3 separate regions of the Gossypium hirsutum genome follow, and regions 1 and 3 are each linked to region 2. A link is a contact called in public Hi-C data. All regions are on one chromosome and are shown on one strand. The core of a region is the stretch at or near the end of the contact, and the rest is flanking DNA. Distances in the headings are between cores, read along the strand shown.

Region 1 (4,696 bases), core at 2,195-4,694, 130 kb before region 2:
TGATGAGAAGCTTAGTTATCTTTATAATCAGGACCCTTCAGATGACATCTTGGTTGAAATTGTTGATATTCAATTGAGCCTGAATCTAGAGGCTGATCAGAAACAACTCTACTGGGAACAACGTGCTCGGGTCAATGGGTTGAAGGATGGGGACAGAAATACCAATTTTTTTCATAAAGTAGCTGTCCAACGGAAGCTACGGGGCAAAATCAAGGAGTTAGAAGGAGAGCACGGTGAGAAAATTTCTACGAATGAGGATATGCTTAAGTTAGTAACGGATTTTTTTGGTCAGCTGTTCTCGGCTTTAGATTCGAGTGCCGATGAGAGTATTTTCGGGCAAGTGGAAAAGAGGATTACTGATGACATGAATGCATCCCTCCTTAAGCAATTCACAGAGGAAGACATTTTCAATGCTGTTAAATCAATGGCCCCGTTGAAAGCTCCTAAGACTGATAGTTTTTCGGCAATGTTTTTTCAAAAGTACTGGTACATTTTTTGAGCTGAAATTTCTAAGTATTGTCTTGATGTTTTGCACGATCATTCAGAGTTAGAAGTTATCAACAAAACACGTATTGTGTTGATTCCCAAAACTGAAAATGCAAAAAATCTCACATTTTAGGCCCATTAGTCTTTGTAATGTAATTTACAAGATTATCGCAAAAGTTTTGGTTATTCGTATGAGTTCCATGTTGGGTTGTTGCATCAATAAAGCCCAAGGGGCTTTTATCCTAGAAAGACCTATTTCGATAATGTGTTAATTGCTTACAAAGTTCTTCATTCTTTAAAGATGAAGAAAGAAGGGAAACATGGGAATTTTGCACTTAAACTCGATATGAGTAAAGCGTATGATCGTGTTGAATGAGATTTTTTGGCTGGTATGATGACTCATATGGGTTTTCATGAGGATTGGATAATTCTTATTATGAGGTGTGTCTGTTCCGTTTCCTATTCGGTGTGTTTTAATGGGATGAATGGTGAACGGTTCTTACCGTCCAGAGGGTTAAGGCAGGGCGATCCTCTTATTAGCCCGTACCTTCTTCTTATTTGTGCAGGAGGTTTTCTACTCTTATCTCTGAAGTAAAGCAAAAAGGCCTTATGAAAGGCGCAACTATTGACAGGGGTAGATTTGCGATTAATCACTTGTTCTTTGCGGATGATTGCATTCTATTTGAGGATACCTCTATTGAGGGAGCTATGGTGGTTAGAGAGGTTATAAAGGAGTATGAGGATGTCTCGGACCAAAGAGTGAATTTCGAAAAGTCTTTGATTTATTTCGGGGCTAATGTTGATACTCACACTAAGGACTCCATTACTAATACATTGGGTGTGAAGGTTGCTTCGAATTTTGAGAAGTATCTTGGCTTACCTATGATGGTGGGGAGAAAGAAGAATTGGGCCTTTCCAAATTTTTTAGACCGTTTTAGGAGATGTATTGCGGGATGGAATTTACGTTTCTTATCGATAGGGGGCAATGAAGTTTTTGTGAAATATGTTTTACAGTCGATCCTGATTTATGTTATGCAATGTTTCGCTTTGCCTAAATCTTTATGTCACAAGCTCGAAGGCGTCATGAATAAATTTTGGTGATCTAATAATAAGTCAGCCAAAGGTATCCATTGGAGCAATTGGGATGGACTTTGTAAACCGAAAAGTATGGGTGGGCTGGGTTTTAAAAATCTGTTATTGTTTAATAAGGCATTATTAGCAAAACAAGTTTGGCGTCTTTTATCCCAGCCCACTAGTCTATTAGCCAAAGTTCTTAAAGCCCGCTACTATCCTAATTCAGATATTTTAACAGCCAATGTAGGTTCTTACCCCTCTTTTACCTGGAAGAGCATCTGCAGTGCTCGAGAATTAATTGCTGATGGAATTTTGTGGCGGGTTGGTAATGGATCTTGCATTAATATTTGGAATGACCTGTGGCTTCCTGGTAGAGAGGAAAATAGAGTGTCAGTTCAACAAATTCATCCATAATATACGACTGTTAGCCATATGATGGATAATGTTTCTAATACCTGGAATAATGAGTTGATCTTTATTATTTTTTATGATGATCAAGTGAAACGTATTCTTTCTATTCCACTCTCTGGATCTAGGTCGGAGGACATCCTGGTGTGGAAATTTGAAGGTTCTGGGGACTACTCAGTCAGAAGTGGGCATCGGGTCCTTGTTTTTGATTTTTTACAGAGAAATAATTACATTAAACCTAATATGGAGGTTTACAAGGATTTTTACAATATTTTTTGGCCTATTCACATTCCTGCCAAAATTAAAATACATTTGTGGAGACTCCTTAATAATTTTCTACCCCATTTTTGTAATCTGGCAATCAGATCTCTGCGGGTTGATTTGATTTATCCCCTTTGCAAGAGGGCTCTAGAGGATATGGATCATCTATTGTGGTCATGTGATGTTCTTCGTTCAGTATGGCGTTTCTCCATATTCGAACTGCTCTTCCTGATAGTAGCTTGAGCTACAAAGATCTCTTTGTTAATACTTTCTATTTGGCTGATAAGCAAAGCAAACAGTTTATTGCTATTTCTATTTAGGCTCTATGGTTCAGAAGAAACAAGTTAATTTCTTGAAGGTATTAATTTCTCTTTGCAGGATATCTTAGGTTTCATTCGTGGCTACCAACAAGAGCTAGTTCAATGTCAAGAAAAGTTGAGAGTTATTTACTCGCCACTATTAGGAAAGTGCTAGATCCCTCCGGGGTTAGGTATTATCAAATTAAATTTCAATGCATCTTTTCAAAGTGAGGTAAGAACTTCTATTTCAGCAATAATTGCTAGAAATCATAGAGGAGAATATATTAGGGCAGAGACTTATCTGTTTAATGATGTGGCTGATGCGTTCGTGGCTGAAGCAAGGGCGTACGAGCTAGCGGTGCTTTTTGCTATCCATATGGGCTTCCATCGGGTGTTGGTGGAAGGTGACTCCTTGACGGTTATAAAGAAAATGATGACAAGGGTAGAAGACAGATCTCTCATTAGATCTATCGTTCATCAGATTAATAAACTGGAAAATTGTTTTGATGAAATAGATTACCTTTTTGTTCCTCGCTTGGCTAATGGCATGGCCCACACTTTGGCCATGGAAGGACGGAGAAGTCGGTTTTCTGGATTCTGGGGGAATGAAGTTTCAAGCTCTGTCAAACAATTGATGGAGAAAAAACAGAGATTTTGACTCAGCAATTTTAAGTCTGGTTTACTTTGATTTGAATATGGAGAAGGTTCTTTGAATCTCCATGGATGGACTCAAAGCTTTTGGGTTCCCCTCTGTGATTGTTATCTCTATTATGCGGACGGGGAAGCTGTTTCGACTGATATTTTGAAGGGTTATTTGATTCGTCTCATGGTTTAAGGGGTTTCTGTTGTTTTCCATTAATGGTTTTGTTTTCTAGGGGCAGTTCTTGTTTTGTCCGTTGGGTTTCTACTGTTTTGTCTTTTCCTAGTTTTCTTTTATTGTTTTCTTTGCTTTATCGTTATTACTTTTTACCTATACTTTCAATCACTTTGAGGCACGTGATGATCAATAAATATCAGTCATTTACTAAAAAAAATCAAATATAATTAAGTGATTTTTCAAAAGTTAATAACATGTTAACAGCACTGGGAACGACTTTGGTCATATAATCTGTCAGTTTATTATGTTCTCACGAAACATGCTGAAACTTAAGTTGTTAGTTTTGCTTGAATAAAACATGTATTAAACGAAGTTTATAAAGATTATTATCAACCGCATAACCATTCTCAATTATATCAATCAACAATGCATTGTCGCTTTCAATCACAACCTTACGAAATTCTTTCTTCCAAGCTTGAGTGAGTCCTTCATATATAGCTCGTGCTTCAATATGCTTACGGAATCCTTAAATTAATTTATTTTAGTTGTTGTATCTTATTTAATATACTAAACAATATATCTATACTATTTATTATTTTATTGAGTTGGTTTTATCGATTGGGTCACCCATTTGACTAGGGAAATTTTTGGAAATGTTCATCAGTAATTAAAATAAGATTTAAACTTAAACTACTTGCATTAGTAAAATCTTTAATTTATCACTTAACTAAAGTTTTATTTTGAAATTTTTATACATTTAAAAAGATTTAATTATATTTTATTACCACCATCAATTTTGTGTGTATATATATATGTTAATGTATTTGATTGAATTGGTGTCCCGACTCAAGATTGATGGCAACACCAAGATAAACAATTTTAATATAATTTTTTTCATTGTGATAGGATTTCTAGTATTAATAAATATAAATCTATAATTTATAATTTATATAAAAGCACGAATTTGAAAAAAAATTAACCTGATGAGAATACTCTTTATTTTCTATTATATTACTATATCTTTTAATTATCACTTAATTAATGTTAAAATTATATATCAATTAAAATTTAATTCTAGATCTATAAATAACATTCGTATCTCAAAAAGAAATATTTAAATCACAATATGTGTAAACTTCACATTGAATGCAATTAATTAGAATAAAATTTATGTTTTAAATTTCATTTTTTTTATTGATGCCTTAGTGTTTTCTGTGTGAAGTAAGTGAAATATTACATAAACATATTCTTGAGTAAATTGCATTTTCCTCTTTTAGGACTTCTTGAATCTTCATAGGGGATCTTCGAACATGTGCAAACCTTCGACATTTGAGAAAGTCATTTTTGTTAA
Region 2 (4,126 bases), core at 1,107-3,606:
AATCCTCAATTTTGTTTTATGAAAAAAAATCTTCAATGGATGGTTGTTCGAATCTTCTTTTAGCTGCAGTTTGAGCCGGTTTGGTGCACACGTTGACTAGCCAGGCGGAAATCTCCTCGAATCGTCACCATGTAAGTATGCCAATTCTAAGACTTGGTCGATGCTATAATCATGCTTGTGTTATTGTGGTTATATGAAAAACACTATGTTAAGCTTGTTAGCCCTCGAAACATGATTTGCTTGAGTCTGCTTCGATAGCAGTACCTAATTTTGCCATCTATGTTAAATTCCCATTAAATCGGGGCACTTTTTCTTGCATGATAATCCTCGGTAGGCAACTGAACTGAGGATGATGAAATTCTGATAGCTTTAGTCTTCGAAACCTTAAGCAATTGCTAGTAAAGTCTTACTTGCGGATTGTATCATTGTATGAGATTACTTGGGAAACTTGTGATTTCAATTTTGCATTGACTTGAGCAGGATAACCATGGGAATCTTTGACATTGACTGTCAAAATGCTCGATGGATGCATTGAGATGTAGGATTAGTTCAATATGCCCTCTTTCTCGAATGGACCAGTTCAATAGCTTTCCTGGTCGGAATCACTTAACCATTGTCTTGGTATTAGCTATGAAACTAGTTTAGCTTCATAACTTCTTTTTGCAGAAACCCGAGCCGGATCAAATCCCTCTCTCGATAGCAGCACAATCTTGACAGATTGCAAAGTATGGTAAGAAAAATTTGCTGAGAATTTTACACTGTAAAAGCTTTTTAAACTGTTGAAACTCTTTAGAGCCGGATCCAGGCTCACTGGTGCCGGCTTCCTTGTTCGACTGAAGTTCGGAAATCATCTGTGCCATGTTCAGATGTTGGGAAGGTTATTTATAAGTTGTCGCGCTGCAACAGTAAGCAATGAAGCTAATTGAAGTCTTCATGTTGATTGAGTATCAGTCTTTGTCACACAATTTCTAATGCTATATAGAATTTCCAGTACATGCAAAATCAGCAATGTAAATAATATAATTATTATGAAATTGATGTTATCTTTTTATATAAAATTTATAAAACAAAATTAGAACATAGAATAAATTAAAAAAAAAAAAGATCTCACATAGCAATACTTAAACATGCAGCCTCATATAAAATTGAATTTTAATTATTAATAAATTGGAGTTAATGAGGTTTTTTGGTACATTCACTAATTAATGAGTTGAAAGTCAATATCAGAGCAGCATAGAGAGAATCAGACATCGGCACAAAAAGGGTACTCATTCGATTATATTCCTTTTCTGTCCATGGCGTTTTCCCCATTTACAATTTCGTCCTTTACGTCTCTGACAAATCATTTTTATTCAAATTTTCTTTTTGGAACCTTCTAATTAAATTATTTTGGTCTCTTTTTAAAGTAAAACTCCTTTAGACTATGTTTCTATTTTAAATTCAATTATTTTATTTTATTTTAAAATTGTAGAGTTGAAATGATTTTCAAAAATAAGTTTGGTCTCGTACTCCAAATTAAAATTTCTACGTTTATGAGTACATCATAAATAAAAAATTATAAAATACAATATAGTTTAATTACGTGATGGACCACGAAGGTTTTATTTTATATTTTTGGTATGATTATGTGAGATAGCGTCCGTAATTAGCGTTTGAAAACGCGTTTTTGGATCCAAGGGAACATAAATACCCCAATCAAAATCATGTCACTAACTTACGCTTACTTTTTTTTTTTTGTTACTAATTATATTTTTTAGTGTTATTCATTAACAATATAAATTATAAAAATTTATTTGAATTTAAACTACTTTTTATGTTCAAAGATAAGGATTTTATAATCAATACGTAGAATTATTTATAATTTATTTTTTTATCCATAAATAAAAGAGTAATGTATTCCACGCACTCAAACCAACATTGAAATAATAAAAGGAAAATGAATCTCATTTTTAAAATTATAGTATTTGTTTCATTAATAAAAAAGAAAAATAAAAAATTTGTTGATTTATGACCAAAGAAAGAAATATCCAAATTTTAAATATTAAGTCAACATTAATTTAAATACATAGAAAATGATAAATAAAACATAGCGAATGATGAGCTGGCGCATAAATGATACCTTTCATCTTGGAGTGCTCCTTTTAGCGGCTTCCAGGTGGCATCCAGCTGTATTGATGCCATTTACGAAATTACTCCAAAGCCCTTCAAGCGGTGCCGTTTTACTCCATTCGCCCACTTGACCGTTGTATTCGCCACCTTAACGGTCACTTGCCCGAATAAAAACAAAGGAAAAGGACAAAGAGTCAACGAGTTCATCGATGGCAAAAGAGTCATTGCACCAAACATGACTAGGCTTGTGGTGTAATTTCAGTACCAAACCCAGGGCTTTTATGCCATTCCATTGTATCTCTCGAAAACAAATTCTTTAACGCTAGACTTGTCAATGAAGAAGAAAGCCTGAGACTTCCAATCTCAAATGACTTTGTTTTTCTTTTTTGGATAATAAGTGAGTTCAATCAGTGAGTTTTCATTTGTTTTTTCTTGAAACCAAGTGAACGAGAAGAACGAGTCATGGGTGATTCAAGTGACTCAGTATCCATTGCGATTGATATGGTTCCTTTTGGAGGGAAGGTAAAGAAACTAAAACTAACTAATAAAACCGCTAAGAACATAGCTTCTTCAACATTTTTTTTCTTCCCCTTTTCAAGCTATCTTTTATTTCTTTTTGACTTTTATAAATATATCATTGTTATTTTTTCCAGGAGTTTTTGGTGAAAACAAGTAGAGGTTCTCTATCTGTTTTTGTTTGTGGCGATCAAGAGAAACCCGCTTTAATAACCTATCCAGATGTTGCTCTTAACTGTATGTTTTCATTTCTTTTTTTTTATGGGAATATTGGAACTTTAAGTGATTTTTGCTTCGTTAGATTTAATGGGTTTGCTTCTTTTACTTCATATATCTTGAAATTGAACTGAGTTTTGCAGCTTGTACATTCACCAAAATGTTACTTTTGTTCATTTCACAAGTTCTTTAAGTGGGTTAATTTTCGTTTTTGCACATAATTACATTTTTGTACTAATTCTTGAACTTCTTAGCTTTTGGGGTTTTAAAGAATTGCTGGTTTTTGTGTTTTGATATATGTTTGTTTTGTGCTTGTTGAATTGTTATAGACATGTCTTGTTTCCAAGGCCTATTCTTTTGCCCTGATGCCGCTTCGTTGTTGCTTCATAACTTTTGTGTTTACCACATTGATGCCCCAGGGCACGAGGTCAGTGACTCAGTTTTAGAAATGCATTTGTTTGAACAATGAGTTTTTGGTTCAAATTGTTAATTTGTAGCTTGTCAGATGGTGCATTCCTGATTGGATGATACTAATAGAACCTGTATGCCATTTGGTTAAGAGTTTTTGCAGTTAGGAGCAAATGTGATCTCTCCGGATGTTCCATTGCTTAGTGTGGATGACTTAGCAGATCAGGTTGCTGAAGTTCTTGATTTCTTTGGGTATGTATTGTAAAGGAGTGTAAAAGGGAAATGATTGGACTACTTTCTGCAGTTTTTTTCTTCAGTTGTTCCTATTCCAATGTATTCAAAAATGATTCTAACTTGCCCCTGAGTTCGAGTAACTTAGGTGTAGAAAATGTATAATTTTATATTCCAAATTTCCCCTCATTTTGTAATGCTATCTGTTAGATATCTGATATATATTCCTCATAAAAGTTCTTGCCAACCATTGTTCTCATGATGCAATGTAGGTGGTCTATCCATGTTTAATTTCACTGTATTTTCCTTCCAAAACTTTCAAAAGTGTAAAGCATATGGACCTGAAACGAATAATAGAAATTATTTGCTCAGGATCCTGGGAATGATTTTTTATGCCAGTTGTTGGGGGAGATAACTTTTCCTTATTTTTTCTTTCACTCCTTTTATCTGTTATAACTAATTTAAGTTTTTAACATCAGGCTGACAAGAGTTCTATGCTTGGGTGTAACAGCCGGGGCTTACATCCTTACACTATTTGCAGTAAGTCGGCGTAAGATACAAAAGTTAGCAAATATTTCTTGTGCTGATATTCTGATACTGTGATGGTCTCATGTATTTTTCTCCCGTGTGCCAGATGAAATATAAT
Region 3 (4,750 bases), core at 478-2,977, 230 kb after region 2:
CTTATTATGCATCTCTTCCTGTTGGATCATCAACTTGTTCACAATATCTTCACAAAACCCTTTGAACAACTCAAGTTTCTTCACCCTTTTCCTCTTCTTGTTGTTGTTGGCAGCAGCAGCAGCCTTGTTATCATCATAGTTTGCTTTGTTCTCAACCACTTTTTTGTTATCCTGATCTGATGACATTGCAGTGTTGTTTGCTGGTGAAGTTTGATATAATTCATCGACATTTCTTGAATCAGCTTCCAAATTCTGACCCATATTGTCCTCATCTTCCCTTGACTTTTCCACATTTTTGTTGTTTTCATCTGCAACAACAGCCACCTGCTGCTGCTGGCTATGATGATGAGGAGGAGGAGGAGGAGGCGGAGGTGGAGGTGGAGGTGGAGGATTCTCAGCTTGATAAAGTTCTTCAAGTTCACTAAAGATCCTGTAGTTTTTGCTGCAATTGATGCTGTTGAAATATCTGCTTTCTTCTTCAAATTTTTCTTTGCATTTGTCTGCACTCCTCTTGAACCCAAGATCTGCCAACTTCCTGCACCCACCATAACTGTGTGCACATATATATATAATTGAACCATTACAAAGCTGCATGCCTATATTTATATATCAAACACTTATTCTTTCTATTTTACTATCAATTATTCACTTATAAAATACTATACCAAGGTTTTTTTTTGTTTATTTAATTATCAGTATCCCTTTTCTCTCTCTCTCTCTCTCTCTTTCATTAACAACGGCTCATAAATAATGATATCCCCACAAGGGTTAATGTAGATGATTTAATACTATCCAATTTGATTGTTTCATTCATCAAAATTTGAAGGGACTCTATCTATTAGAAAAGAGAAGAAAAGAAAAGAAAAGAAAACATGAAATGGATATATGTATAGTTTGTATGTATATACCTTGAGACATGTTCCCAAGTGAATTCTGGGAACCAATTTTCTATGCTAGATCTGACCTTCAACAGTGCAAGGACTTCATCATTAGACCAAGGATGATGATGATGATGAAGATTATCAATCGGTTCAGCAATGGATCTCTGATCTCTTCCATTAATCTCCATGTTCATACCTACCAAACTGGTGGTACTCTCTTCATTATTCTTCTGCTGGTGCAATGACTGCAACAACTGAGGCTGCTGCTGCTGCTGCTGCTGCTGCTGCTGCTGCTGATGATGATGATGATGCAGCTGAGGGGGCACTTGCTGATGATGGGAGTTTGATGAAGAAGTGAACAAAGGGTCAAAGGAAGTGAAACCATTTGAAGAAGTGAAAGAGAGAGGGAGAAGGAGAGTGGTGGTGGTGGTGGTTCTAGCTGATGCTGATGACGCTCCTATGAATTGATGAAGATGGTCTGGCACTCCATCAAACATTTTTCTTTTCCTTTTACACTATCTTTCCTTTTGGGTTTTGGGGGGTTCAGTAAAATGGGAGAGGACTAGAAGGGCTGCAAAAACAAAACAAACACTCAAAAAACACCATAGCTGCCCTTTCTCTATCTCTATCTCTATCTGATGCCTTCTTTGTTTCTCTCTCTCATTTATCAAGAATTTTGTCCTGTCATGGAAGAGAAAAGATAGCCCACCACACCCCTTTTGGTGGCAAGTGAAGTCACTGTCCAATGAGACCCCAACTCATAAATGTACCATTAAGGTTAAGTTCTTGCTGCTTTTTTGGATTAACATTTAATTGCTCCCATTCCACCAAATATATATATTTTTTATTCATGCACTTGCACTTGTACTTGGTATATTATTTAAATTTAATGAACTAATTATAAAATAAAAATTATTATTATTTTATTTATTTTTAATTTTTCAATAAAAAACTTATTTACTCAATGATTTAAACTTTAATAGGAATAATAAAAGGCTTAGTTTTTGTTTTTGTTTTAATTCTCTTAGCAAAAGGCAAAGCTTGAATATAAAGTTGAAGAAATTTTCTTGGTTTATTTGCTTCTTCTTTTTTTCTCCTTATGTTTTAATTCAAAAGTTTCATTTCTTTTTTGTTGTTTTTTTGAGGTTGTCGTTACTTTTCAACCGACTTCATTTGTCTCCTGCAGCCGTTGATCTGTTTGACTTTCTTATCAAGTCAAACTTTCATCAATCACCTTTTTATATGTATTTCTATAAAACTCCTTTGGCAGATAAATATTTAGGAAAACAAAAAATGAATACTAAAATATAATAATACCATAGTTTAAGTAAGACACAGATTAGTCCTTTTTTTTGTGTGTGTGTCTGCACTAAATATATACATATGATTTGAGTGGAAACCAAACAATATTTTAAGAAAAATGAGTCATTTTTTTATAAAAAAAAAAGAAGAAGAAGTTGGAAAACATATAAATATTTGTATAGTTTGGACCAATTTAACTAAATGTTAATATTATTTACACATTTAAAATGGGATTTTGGAAATGAATTATTTAAAAAATGGAAGAAGATTTAAAACAGCGGTATGATAATTGATATTAATGAAAGTGAAATGTGAAAAGAAAGTGGGATCCAGTGAACAGGCATGAGAGTGAGGGAAACAACCAACAAATAGGGGATTGGAAAAGGATACTTTCAATTTTTTAAAATTATGTAATTTAATTATTTATTATATTTGGGTCCTTAGAATCCTATGCAGTAGCTGATGCTGTAATTAACGGCAATGGTGATGGCAGGACACGTGAAAACATGCAGACATTGGGACCAAATTATTTAAGGAAGGAAGAGGCTACTGTCGCCCACCAATTTACCCTAGCCTGTAAATTATGTAATTTACAGTCCATTATTACATTTCTCAAACATACGCCTAAATCTTGATTCCACATAATATGGATACTCATCCATTATATTTACATTTAGAGTCTGATTTTTCAATCATTCCTTTACTAAAGTATCATCGATTATACTCTATAAATTAGTTCAAAGAATGGATAATTACTTATCTATTTTACTATTAAAAATTAACATGATTAATGTATAAAGATTATCTTTTAACAGTAAAAATAAATTTTAATAAAAAGATAAATTTATTTTTTGATTTAACATATAATAACTAATTTCCTAATTTTTTAAATAAAAAAATAAAATACAATTCAATTTACAGTACAATTTACGAATTTCGTTCTCAAAACGTTATATTTACTTTGCCTACAGCTACTATACTGCCTTTGATTTGTGAGGGACAAAAATTATTTCAAATAATTGATTGGTATTTTTGGGGATCTACGCGAATTAGATCTAAGTTGAAATGCTAGATGTTCAATATTTATTTGGATAATCAAATTGGGCATTTAAAGATTGATGAAATAGTTAGCTATTAAATAAACACATAGGAGTTATGAGTACAGTAAGAATAGATTTCTATTATTATACGAATGTATTTCAAAATAAATAAATAAATAAAGAGAAAATGTTTTCTCAAAGATAATAAAGTGGGCTTGCATGCATGCATGTATTATGTATGAGATAATAAAGTGGGCTTGCATGCATGCATGTATTATGTATGAGTTTTCACAATCTCACTGACCCAACAAAACTTGAAAATACAATGGTTTCAAGCTGTTTAAGTTAATATCTGATTGAGTTTTAATTTGATTAGTATGGGTATTATTGTTAATACTGAAAGATGTAAATTCGAGTAAACTGAAACACATTATCCTTTTATTTATGGGTTAAGAAGGAACTATAAGTAGTTCTAAATATTATGTCAAAAAAGATCAAATATGATAAAAAAAACTTATAATGAAATTGTTTTAAAAAAGAAGAATGAACTCCTTAAATAATTTTACGGTACAATGAGTGATTTAAGTTAAATCTATCAACTCCCACAAAAGATAATTGAAACTTCATTGTTATATAATTATTTGCACCCCACCCCCTCAAACACCGTCACTCAAATAAAGGAATAATCACTCCAATAGTAAAGTGAAAGTACAAAGGAATTACCTTAACAAAATGTTCTCCAATATAGAACAAGTTTAATTAGCTCTCAAAATCAACAACCAACAAACGATGTTCTCAACCCTTTATAGCCAACAAAAGTGAGCTTTAATCTTCTAAGTTTATCCACTTATCTTGTTATATTTTCATTAATACATGATTACGGTGTAATGACGTGGTTTTTAATGGTATCAAAAAATACAGTTTCAGAATTCTATTTCCGTAGGTTGAGTTCATAAATATTAAATATTTATGGAGCTACTATAAAAATCGTTTAAAGATTGATGTAGTAATTTTACCAAATTAATAGTTCATTAAGGCTTACGGATTAAATCGTAAAAGTCCAATCGCTATAAAATTTTAATTGACAAAAGACTTGGGGATTTATATGGCAATTAGTCAAAGGTCCAAAATAGTAAATAAATCATTTTCAAATAGGGATTAGTGGATGATAATGTTAAATTCATTAAGCATGATTAGTGATTTGTTAAGTTAATTAAGTATAATTAGTTAAACTAATTAACCTATATATATAACATCGTGGAAAGAAAGAGGAAATTTCTCTTCTATCTTCAATCTCTTCGCCGTCCACCACAAAGAAAGAAAATTAGAAACCTTCAAGGGTCTCTAACATTCAACCATATAAATTAGTTATTTTCTTGTAATTTTTATAGATTTGAGGTCATGAGAGCTTGATTTATCTAGCTCGTGTACCAATTTGTGAATATGTTAAAGTTTTAGAAAATTACCGTTGTTGATTTCTTAAAGAATTAGGCTTGAAATTGATAAATTTTAAGCTTAGATTATGAA

What was found. A called contact is a pair of places that touch in the nucleus more often than the background predicts.
Region 1: a contact with region 2 is called in a Hi-C map of leaf, with 2.0 times the contacts expected there. The contact joins the promoter of LOC107888787 here to the promoter of LOC107888833 in region 2. A contact is called at or near these places in 2 of 34 Hi-C or Micro-C datasets (both in leaf).
Region 3: a Hi-C map of leaf shows a contact between it and region 2, with 2.0 times the contacts expected there. The contact joins the promoter of LOC107888971 here to the promoter of LOC107888833 in region 2. A contact is called at or near these places in 2 of 34 Hi-C or Micro-C datasets (both in leaf).

What each region holds. Positions count from the first base shown.
Region 1 is chrA11:109,319,095-109,323,790 of Gossypium_hirsutum_v2.1, reverse strand. LOC107888787 reads right to left here and starts at 3,444. Exons shown (of 4, transcript XM_041081692.1): 1 at 3,049-3,444; 2 at 2,016-2,939; 3 at 1,827-1,927.
Region 2 is chrA11:109,186,952-109,191,077 of Gossypium_hirsutum_v2.1, reverse strand. LOC107888833 (protein NDL1) reads left to right here and starts at 2,356. Exons shown (of 11, transcript XM_016813071.2): 1 at 2,356-2,631; 2 at 2,763-2,862; 3 at 3,171-3,268; 4 at 3,413-3,501; 5 at 3,960-4,020; 6 at 4,115-4,126. The coding sequence starts at 2,572.
Region 3 is chrA11:108,955,002-108,959,751 of Gossypium_hirsutum_v2.1, reverse strand. It overlaps LOC107888971 (trihelix transcription factor GTL2), which reads right to left and starts at 1,727. Exons shown (of 2, transcript XM_016813257.2): 1 at 909-1,727; 2 at 1-535. The coding sequence starts at 1,378.